2 separate regions of the Macaca mulatta genome follow, and region 1 is linked to region 2. A link is a contact called in public Hi-C data. All regions are on one chromosome and are shown on one strand. The core of a region is the stretch at or near the end of the contact, and the rest is flanking DNA. Distances in the headings are between cores, read along the strand shown. Region 1 holds the start of C20H16orf87 (chromosome 20 C16orf87 homolog). Region 2 holds the start of VPS35 (VPS35 retromer complex component).

The links. Hi-C and Micro-C count contacts between places; a contact is called where the count stands out from the background.
Region 1: a Hi-C map of liver shows a contact between it and region 2, with 2.8 times the contacts expected there. The contact joins the promoter of C20H16orf87 here to the promoter of VPS35 in region 2. A contact is called at or near these places in 2 of 14 Hi-C or Micro-C datasets (cortical neurons and liver).

What each region holds. Positions count from the first base shown.
Region 1 is chr20:42,261,386-42,266,757 of T2T-MMU8v2.0, reverse strand. It overlaps C20H16orf87 (chromosome 20 C16orf87 homolog), which reads left to right and starts at 2,635. Exons shown (of 4, transcript NM_001194607.2): 1 at 2,635-2,807. The coding sequence starts at 2,742.
Region 2 is chr20:42,111,908-42,117,493 of T2T-MMU8v2.0, reverse strand. It overlaps VPS35 (VPS35 retromer complex component), which reads left to right and starts at 3,136. Exons shown (of 17, transcript XM_015126074.3): 1 at 3,136-3,330. It overlaps ORC6 (origin recognition complex subunit 6), which reads right to left and starts at 3,024. Exons shown (of 7, transcript NM_001194605.2): 1 at 2,892-3,024; 2 at 1,539-1,668; 3 at 147-310. The coding sequence starts at 2,956.

The sequences.
Region 1 (5,372 bases), core at 1,386-3,885, 150 kb before region 2:
GATTACGTTCTTTTTTTTTTTTTTTTTTGAGACAGGGTTTCTCTCTGTCACCCAGGCTGGAATGCAATGGCACAATCATGGTTCACTGCAGCCTCGACCTCCTGGGCTCAGTGGATCCTCCACCTCAACCTCTTGAGTAGCTGGGACTACAGGCATGCACTGTCACCACCTGGTTATTTTTTAATTTTTTTTGGAGACGGGTTTCACCATTTTGCCCAGGATTTGTAGCCCAATTTTAACATCAAGGTGTGTACACTGTTTTTTAGACATAATGCTATTGTACTTTTACTATATTATGGTATAGTGGAAACATGTTTATTATATGTACTGGGAAACAAAAAAATTGAGTGTGGCTCTCTTTTTTGTAATGGCTTGGAACTGAACCCCTAGTCTCTCCAAAGTATGCCTGTAAATGATCAAACAGGAAGCAATCTCGTGGGTTTCATATTAAAAGCTTTAAACATTTATATACCTGTTATTTATACAAAGTGTGCTTACAGGCATTTACTATATACAATTGTAACTCATAACTTTGCTTTAGTTAACAATTGTAGAATAAAAAGTTATCAGTGGAATAGCCAGTCTCTGTAATAAATGCATATTGGCAAATTTTCTCTGAGCAACGTGTACAGTTTGTAAATTATTTTCTTTCTGTTATGTTTGTTCTGATTGTTTATTAAGCATAACTCTGGGTCTGTCAAATTAAATATTTAAAAGTAAGCTTACATTTTGCAGAGTTGTTTTTAACTCCCCCCTCCCCTTCCCTCCCGTCCCCTCCTCTCCCCTCCCCTTCCGACGAAGTCCGACTAGAGTGCAGTGGCGCGATCTCAGCTAACTGCAAGCTCCGCCTCCCGGGTTCACGCCATTCTCCGGCCTCAGCCTCCCGAGTAGCTGGGACTACAGGCGCCCGCCAACATACCCGGCTACTTTTTTGTATTTTTAGTAGAGACGGGGTTTCACTGTGTTAGCTAGCCTTGGCCTCCCGAAGTGCTGGGATTACAGGCGTGAGCCACCGCGCCCGGCCTTTTTTTTTTCTTTCCGAGACAGAGTCTCGCTCTGTCGCCCAGTCTGGAGTGCAGTGGTGCAATCTTGGCTCATTGCAACCTCCGCCTCCCAGGTTCAAGCGATTCTCGTGCCTCAGCCTCCCAAGTAGCTGGCATTACAGACGTGCACCACCGCACCTGGCTAATTTTTGTATTTTTACTAGAGATGGGGTTTCACCATGTTGGCCAAGCTGGTCTCGAACTCTCGACCTCAGGTGATCCACCTGCCTAGGCCTCTCAAAGTGTTGGGATTACAGGCGTGAGCCACCGCGCCCGGCCCTTTTTTTTTTTTTTTTTTTTTTTTTTTTTTTTGGAGACAGGGTCTCCCACTATCACTCAGGCTAGAGTGCAGTGGCCGCAATCTCGGTTCTCTGAAGCCTCAACCTCATAAGCTCAAGCGATCCTCCCACTCCAGGCATGGGCCACCATGCTCAGCTAAATTTTTAAAATCTTTTACTTTTTGTAGAGATGGGGATCTCGCTATGTTGCCCAGCGTGGTCTCGAACTCCTGGGCTTAAGTGATCCGCCCGCCTGGGTTTCCCACAGTGCTGGGATTACAGGCGTGAGCCATTGCCCCCGGCCTCGAATAATTTATTTAATGTTAATTTAGTAAGTATCAGTCACGGACAGATTGGAAAAAGAAAAACAACTGATCCCTCCTCTTGATAGTGAGTAGCACTGGTTTACACAGCTAGGCTGCTCCTTGAAGGCTGACACTGCATTTTATTCAAATTTTCCTGACAGTGGGACTTAGGCAATTATATATTGAATAAATAAATAAATTTTCACTCTGCTGCTAGGTCCAATGCTCTCATAAAATGTCTATCATAATTCCTCAACGATTAGCCTTGGTAACATCTACTGAAGTTTTTTTGTTTGCTTTTTTTTTTTTTTGAGACGGAGTCTTGCTCTGTCGCCCGGGCTGGAGTGCAGTGGCGCGATCTCGGCTCACTGCAAGCTCCGCCTCTCGGGTTCACGCCATTCTTCTGTCTCAGCCTCCCGAGGAGCTGGGACTACAGGCGTCCGCCACCACGCCCGGCTAATTTTTTGTATTTTTAGTAGAGACAGGGTTTCACCGTGTTAGCCAGGATGGTCTCGATCTCCTGACCTCGTGATCCGCCCGCCTCGGCCTCCCAAAGTGCCGGGAGTACAGGCATGAGCCACCGCGCCCAGCCTACTGAAGTTTATTAAATGCCAGGATCCACGCTACGCCCTTCACCATTCATTCCCCAGCCTTCGCTCCCACGTTCTCGTTCCATGGGGAGGGGGCGTGCCCAGCACTACGGCCCGCCCTACCTGTGCCTTCGTTGGTCGAGCTCGACGCCCGTTACTGCCGAGTCCCGCCCAGGCCTTGCCCCCTCGTAGTCGGCCAGGCCGAGAGGAGGCGTGGCCACTGCCGCGCCGGGGCGGTCCGGGAGGTCTCTTCTCCTCCAGTGATACTCTGGGCGAGCTCGCGGGCGAGCTGTGGGTCGCAAGTCGTAGTGGGAGCGCGTGTCGCTGTCCCCAGGAGCCGCCAGCCGACGCCCCGCCCCGCCCCCTTGGCGCGCAGGTTCCGCGCGAGCTCGCGCACGCGCGCGCGCGCGCACCCGCCAGAGGCTTGGTGAGGCTTGCGGGGACGGGGCGGCCGGAGGCCGGGCTGCCGAAGTGCGAGGGGAGGAGCCCGAGCCGTCGCTGCCGCCGCCGCTGAGGTAGAGGAGCATGTCTGCAACTCGAGCCAAGAAAGTGAAGATGGCCACCAAATCATGCCCCGAGTGCGACCAACAGGTGGGTGCTGGGGGCCGGGCGCGCGGGCGGGCGGCAGTGGCTTGGCGGCCGTTGCCTGTGGAGGGGGACCTCGCCGGGCTCTCGGTGGCTGAGCGGTGGGCAGGTCCTTGGGCCCGGCCGCGGCGGCGGCGGTGGGGGTCCGGGGCCGGTCGGGCTGCACCGAGGGGTTTCGCGGGAAGAGCCCGGGGCCGTGGCCAGCCAGTATCCGCCTGGCGGCGGCCAGACAACCGAGCCCCTCCTGCTGTGTCCCGGCAGCTGGGGGAGCACGCCTGTGGTGGGCTCATTGGGCGGCTGTCTGGCGCCCCAGACTCTTCTCGCCGGCGGCGGTGACAGCGGTGGGAGCCTGCGGGCGGCAGCCCCGGCGAGAGGGCGCCGTGCGCCCGCCTCCCAGGCCAGGCCCTGGCTCCGAGAGCCCCTCCTGCGGCCCGGGCGGCTTTGTTCCCGGTTCCGACGGGTGCGGGGCTCCCCCAAAACGGCGCCTCAGCGACCGGGGCGGGCGCCTGAGTGGGACAAAGCGGGCCGCGTGTAATGATTTTGAGTTTCGGCGAATTTGGAGATTTTTTTTTCCCCTCCTCACGTATTTATTATATTTTTGCTGTGCAATCGCGAATCCTGCATTTACGTTGTTTTTAATGGTTCATGATTGAATAAGGCCCCCGTTTAAGCCCTTCCTCCTTTTTGGGCGCTCGTAGTATCCCCACCCCTCGCAGTATCCACTGTTACAAATTTGGCCTGTCTGCTTCTAGATCTATATCTCTGTCTCTCTCTGTCTCTCTCTCCCTCCCTCTCTCTCTATCTGGTTTCTTGAATTTGAAACGATTCCTTTCTACATTGAGTTCATGGTGTAATAGTTGTAATTTAAACATCTCATTTCAGTGTTCTCTGTGTTGAAGCGTGTCTCAATTCTTTACTGGAATAATAGACATTCCTTTAAGCCTTAACATCGAATGAGTTAAAACTCCTTCAATTAAAAGCATTCGTAAGGCCCTCATTTGTTACCAGCGTGTAGATCTGGGTGTGTTTTTTCCTTTTCCACTGAGTGAATTTTTTCAAAATGACTACCTTTCTCGCCTCCCCTCCCCCCCGCCTTTTTAAATTTTTTAAAATCAAGAGTAATTTGAAATGGCTGGTGACTTTTTAATAAGCTGACTTTAGTGCATTTTTCAAGGATAATTCTTGTAGGTTTTTCAAATCTTGTAACAGAAAACATGTTACATGTTTTATTAAGTATCCTTTATGGGCTGTACTACAAACGCTCATCAGAAAAAGGTTGTGCAAGAAATACAGTGTAGGAGCTATGCCAGTATGCAGTATAAAAACAGTTTAGTCATGTTTTCCAAAGAGTTACTTTCATTCTTACTACTAAACTAAATTTGTTAAATTTTGACAAAACTGGTCTTTGCGATATGACTCTTTGTGGGAGATTATTTCAGTGTTTAAATCATTTCCAATTATTCCAGTTAATTGTGTAGAAGTATAAGGTTTACATGGGGTATGCGTTATGCATTCCAGTTTCTGTAAGGCACAAATATTTGCAAATCCTGACTTCGTTCTAATTGGCATAAAGCAACCTTTTGGGAAAAATAGCCAGTTTTTTATGACTATTTTTATATAAAAGAGCAAAGGATACTAAACTTATAGGAGTTTCTGAAAAACTTCAACAAAACAGGATCAGTGTTTTATTTGGAAAGATCACATTCATTTTATTATACACCCCCTTCCCCATATTTATTCTTTCATATAAAATCAGCTTTCCCAGCTTTGGCTGTAATAACAAAATACCATAGACTGGGTGGCTTAAACAACAGAAATTTATTTTCTCACAGTTCTGGAGGCTGGAAGTCCAAGATAATGGTGCAAGCATGGTTATGTTCTGGTGAGGGCTCTCTTCTTGGCTTGCAGATGGCTGTCTTCTTGGTGGCCTCACATGGCGGAGAGAGGGTCAAGCTCTCTCCCTTTTCTTTTTTTTTTTTTTTTTGAGAGGGAGTCTTGCTCTGTCGCCCGGGCTGGAGTGCAGTGGCCGAATCTCAGCTCACTGCAAGCTCCGCCTCCCAGGTTTACGCCATTCTCCTGCCTCAGCCTCCCGAGTAGCTGGGACTACAGGCGCCCGCCACCTCGCCCAGCTAGTTTTTTGTATTTTTTAGTAGAGACGGGGTTTCACTGTGTTAGCCAGGATGGTCTGGATCTCCTGACCTCGTGATCCGCCCATCTCGGCCTCCCAAAGTGCTGGGATTACAGGCTTGAGCCACCGCGCCCGGCCTCCCTTTTCATAAAAGGTCTCTAATCACATCATGAGGGCCCCACCCTCATGACTTAATTTAAATCTAATTATCTCTCAAAGGCCCCATCTCCAAATACCATCACATTGGGGTTAAGGCTTCAATATATGAATTTGGGTATGTGGGGGGCGCATAATTCTGCCCATAGCAAACTAGTACGTAATTTAATGAGTTGGTTTGTTTTGTCCTTTATTCCAAATACTTAAGTGAATATAACGTGTATAAGGACTAATTAAAACTTTTGGTGATATGAACCTGATGTGAAAAAATAATGGATTAATTTTAG
Region 2 (5,586 bases), core at 1,887-4,386:
TTCATCACGTTGGCCAGGCTGGTCTTGAACTCCTGACCACATGATCCACCCTACTCGGCCTCCCAAAGTGCTGGGATTACAGGTGTGAGCCACCACACCCCGCCTATTGGTATACATTTTCAATTAAGGTTCTTTATGCCCCATACCTTTTTAGTATCTTTGAAGCCATATTCACTGCTTCTGTACAGCTAAACTGTACAGCTAGGTCTCTTATTCCAATATTTGAATTCAGGCCCAGTAAACACTCAAACGATTTAAGACAGCTCTGATATGTCTTCTTGTTCAAACCAGAAAGTTTAATTAAATAAGCCTGTGAAAGGAAACACACATACACAAATCATAAAAACTTTACATTCTATATATTAGTACCCTTAAACACTTGTTTAATAAGCAGTATAACTTTTCAAAGTTAATTTTGTGGCAAACCTTAATACCTAAAGGTTTAGCTTCATTTAGTAAAAAAATTGGTAATTATGTCAGGCTGAGGAAGTACTGCTTTCAAAGAGTTCAAACTATACAAAAGCAGGCAGTCATGCATATGCACAGATGATTTAAAATTATAACACAATACTAACATAGTCAAACAGGCAGTAAAAAACCACAGGAAACACATATATGGTTACTTGTGTTTATACAAAGGTGCTAACTGTTATTTATTGGGAAAAGGAAGGAGAGAAGTACTGGGAGTGGAGTAGGGACGGGATGGGGCGGCGGTGTGTGTGTGTGTGTGTGTGTGTGTGTGTGTGTGTGAAAGAGGAAAAGGAAAGTAGGAAAAGAAACAGGAGGCTCCACTGTGGGAAACCAGCTCTGTCTGGGAGACTTGAGTAAAGTTTCAATGTAACAATAAGACAGGGTCATGTAAGACAAATAGTTTACCAGAAGAGTACTACAGGAAAAAACAAGGTATTGCATTTTCAAAGCCACAAATCATTGAAGTGAAGAGTCTGTTAAGTGAATACTGTAGCTTGAGGCCAGGATTCAAGAGAGGCTGGAGGGTTTGATGGTCATCAACAAAGCTTTGTTTTTAATATTACCATTTAATGAGTGTAACATTATGACACAGGTACCGTGTTAACGGTGTTATGTACGTTTAATCCTCCTCACAATAATCCAGCGAAATTGGATTTTATCTTCACTTTATGGATGACAACTGGAGGCTAACAGAACTAGCTAGTGTGGAGATTTGACCTCAACACGCAACTCCTCCTGACCCCAAAGCTTGTTCTCTCAAACACTGTGACATTGGAAGAAAAGCACAGGGGTTTGGACGTGCTTTAAAACGAGGGTAATGCTAGCAGCAATGTGGAAGACGGCCTCCAGCCGAGAAAGAGGTGGTCAGGGAAAACAGTGATGAGTAAAGAAAACATGGCAAAATTTTTTTCCAAAGCAAAATGATTCTACAGTATTTCCAGAATAACATACAAGAATAGCCAGACCAATCTAAAACAAGGGATTTTACTGGGGTTTAGTTCAACCAAAAGTTAAAAGAGCTTCACTGTTACACTGGATTATTCAGACATTCGGTGGGACCTACTTACCCTGTCCAAGGGACACTTCATCCAGGAAGCTGCAAGGTCCAGGCACATGACTGCACTGCTGGTCTCCGTGGTGCGCGCAGAGAGGCCGACACACTTCACCCGGGACAGACGCAAGTACTCCTCTGCTTTCCTGGTTAAAAGGGCAGTGTGTTTGCTACAACTTATTCAGAAGTTTGCTCAACACGTTGGTAAACAATGAATACAGCCTGGTTAGCTTCACACTAAACCTAACTCCTGTGGCACGTTTATCTGGGGCTGGGAATGAAGGTCATACCTCTGGGGAGAGGAAGACAGAACCAGCACTGACTCCGAACATCACTGTGCTCAAATGCTTTCAGGCAAAAGGAAGTTAAATTTCGACAAAAAAATAACCCTTCTTTCCTCCTTCCATTACTGGAACAAGCATGAACTATCACAGAGGCAGGCAGGTTAGACCAGGGTTCCTCCTTTCCTCCTATTCCTTTAAATCAGTAGTTCTTAAACTTAATTGTAGGCGAGAATCACCTTGGGGGCTTGTGAAAACAAATTACTGGGTCCCAGGCCGAGTTACTAATCAGTAGGCTTGAGGTGGGACCGAAGAATTTGTATTTCTAACAAGAGACAAGATGATATGGCTGTTGCTGGCCCAGGAACCACATTTTGAGAACCACTGTTCTAAACGACTACCGAGTCTTGCAGGCGTGTCTTCAAATCTTTTAAGTGCTCTATTCCTTGCCTTCCCTCGCCTGACTGCTCCACGTTTTAGCTACAATGGCTTTATTTCGAACCCCGGATCCCGCTTCCCATCTCAAGGCTTTTGCAGGAGCTGTCGTCCCTGCCTGGGCAGCTCTTGCCATATCTTTCCTCGCCTAGCACCTGCCATCAATCCGGCCTCAGCGGGAACAGCGCCCGCTTTTCCGAGTTTTTGTTGTTTTGTTAAAGGCAGCCGCTAGGCCGCGCTCCACCCCACGCCCAGTGGTTCTGGCACACGGCCCGGTTAAGGTCCTCGCCCTTATAGACAACGGAGTCTGCGCCACGTTGTCGGGTTCCCTGCTGTAAACCCGACTGCAGTAGGCGTTGGCGGAATGAGCGGCAAATTCTCCCTGGCTCATTTTTCTACCACCGTGCTACCCGCGGACAGGGCTGGCTGTTCCCAGGGACGTTTGCCATCACCGTTTGCTATCGCCCTTCTTGCCATCTCATTCAAGCTTACGGCCGGGAAGTTTCTCTTGAAGTAGGCCCTAAACCCCGCGCGGCCCCAGCGCTCCCCGTCACTTCCGCGCCGCCCGACGCCTGGGAAGGGCGCCGGCCTCGCCTGAGGGCCCAGGGCCGCGAGGCGGGAGCCCAGCCCTGGTCTTGCGCGGCCGAACTCACCTCAGCATGTCGGGCTCGGCAAGACCCAGGCGCCGGGCTAGGCGCCCGATCAGCTCCGACCCCATAGCGCCGGGACTAAAGCGAACAACTCGGGCAAAAGCCGCGGGGCAATGAAACCCGCGCGCAAAGGCTGCACCAGCCAGTGAGAGCCAGGCCCCACCCCCGGCTCATGTGGATTGGTTGGGACAGGACATTGAGACCGTCCCACAAGCCAATCAGGGTCTTCCTTTCGCGCATGCGCATCACTAGCCCACTCGCCAAGGCAGATATGGTGAGTGTGGACTTGTAGGCTTTCCCTCCTTCCATTCCTTTCTTCTTGACAAACTCATCACACACTGCCTTTCCCTCCTGTTGTCTCCTGTCTGCCGCCGGGGGATCCCCACTGCGCTGCACCCACCGCCCACTCTCACACGCTGTGGTGAGATTGGCTGGCGCCCAGGTCCGTCCATCTAGCGTTAAGTGGCCGGGGCCAATAAGCACGCGAGACTTCGGTTCCTAGAAGTAGGCCAATCAATGAGCAGCCTGTAGGGCCCGGGGGTGGGGCTAGAGAGGGCGGGGCTTGGAGGGGCCGCAGCGTCACATGACCGCGGGAGGCTCCGCGCGGGGTGGGTGCTCCTTGCTGCAGGCTGTGGGGAGTCGCCATGGTGAGTGTTGAGGGGGCAGTAGCACCCTAGCCGACCCTCCTTGTAGTCCCTGCTCTCTCCCACCGCCCCGGACCCTAGCGAGTGGAGAAGAGGCCCCAAAGACCGTTCGGGACTAAGACCAGCCCGATTTGGCCTGCGGGATAGGGGACAGGAGGAGAAAGGCCGCGGGCAGGCTGATCCGGGCCGGGGTGGGCGGCGGCTCCTGGCTGCGGCCGTTGCTGAGAGACGGGGCGGCCTCTCTGTGGGGGTGACTTGGCCTGTAGGCTTTGGGGTCCATGAAGGCCTGCGGCCTCCTGTAAGTGGAATCGGCCGCCTGCCCGCCACGAGGGGACCCGTAGTCCAAGGTCTGAGCATCTGGCCCCCTGGGCGCGCGGAGGCCCTGAGATCGGAGTTGGCGCCAGGACCCGCCCAGATGTTGCGTTTCTACCTTTGTGCCTAGTTGTGCTCGGCCGTCCTCACGCCCTCCTGGAGGGGTCGCAGTGGTTCCTTGGCTTTTCTTGGCCTCATACCCGCCTTCGGCTGCAGTGTTTGTCAGCGAGTTCTGGGGACCTGCTTACATGAATTTCCTGGAAGGAATCAGGCTGTCTTCTAATCCTGACGGTCGGAAAGGAGACTGATTGTTTCCTTTAGCATTTGTGCGTTGGGCGCACCTTGGCTCTTTTGTCTCTCGGTTGATGAAATCCAAGTATTTGACTTGCTGGAAGCAGTCCTTCTCCTTAGGGCCCGTCTATGACGGCAGCAAATCGTGGTGTGGCTGTTGGCCGGTAAACTTGAACTTCCTCAAAATGTGAATCTTTCTGTCTGGTTCCCACAGAGGCAAGTTGTCACTTGCATTTTATTAGCGTTTGACATAGCCTGCACTGTGCAAATAAATTTTTTGAGTATATACTGTATGTCCGCTTTAATTATCTTACTCACTCTGTGTAGACAGGCTTCTGTAAATCTGTAAGCCTGGAAACAGATTTCACTTTAACTGTCTTAGTGCCGGAAAGGATTAAGTGTTTTACAAATACTATTTTCATATAACATTGCCTTACAAGGTGATTTTTGTCTGTTTCTCAGAATATTTGCAATTGGGAATTGAAACAAGACCGGCGCAAAATTTAACTTTAGGATTTGTGTGTTTCCCAGCGTTTATGGATTGACATTTATATTGTTTTGTAATGGAAAACACTTAATTGAGGTTGTATTACGCACTCCGATTCTTTGTTGGGTGAACCAGTTGGGAGCAATCAGCCAGACACACAATCTTGTCCTCATGAATTTTACTGGGAAAGGAAACTTGAGTATTCGTTCTTTCACAGTCACTGTCTATAATTTAGGCAGGTCGTTTAGTCTTCTTGGTGTCGCACTTTTGCATCCGAAAGAAAGTGTTGGCCCCTTTGGCCCTTCCAAGCCCTAAACTTCTAGAATCCACTTCAATTCATCAAACATCTTGTGTGCCTTTAGTGTCACGGACTGTGGCACTGGGTTCCAATGTCGAACTTAAGAGGCTACTGTGGGAGATAAGCTTGTAGAACTTAACTGTAATACAGTGTGTGGATTGCTTTACTAACATTGTCAACTCAGTGCTTTGGGGTCATGGAGGGATAGTTTTGCCTGGGGATTTTGGGAGGAACTACAGGAAGTAACGTGAACTGAGACTATAAAGAGGGTGGACAGAAATTCTCCAGGTGGAAAGAAAAGGTATTGCTAATAGATGAAGCCAGAATGTTCAGTGTGCTCCATCAAAGGATTCTTGGGGATATGTATTGGAAATGAAGTTAGAGCCATTTGGTGTTCAAATTACATTTTGAAGTTCTTATGCCCTCATCATCCTTATTTCTCTCTACTTCAGTTGTCAATGTATGCCCTGTCATTTTTAAAATAGTTCTTTCATTAACATGATATTCTGTATCTTTGTTTGAAGAGATGAGTGTTACATTTGGTTTACCTTGTACTGTCAGATTACATCTACAGCATATGAGCAGGGAGATTGAACCACAATAGGTTTCTGACGTAAGTGGAGATAATTATTTGTATCTAAACTGAATAATAATTGTAGCACTTAT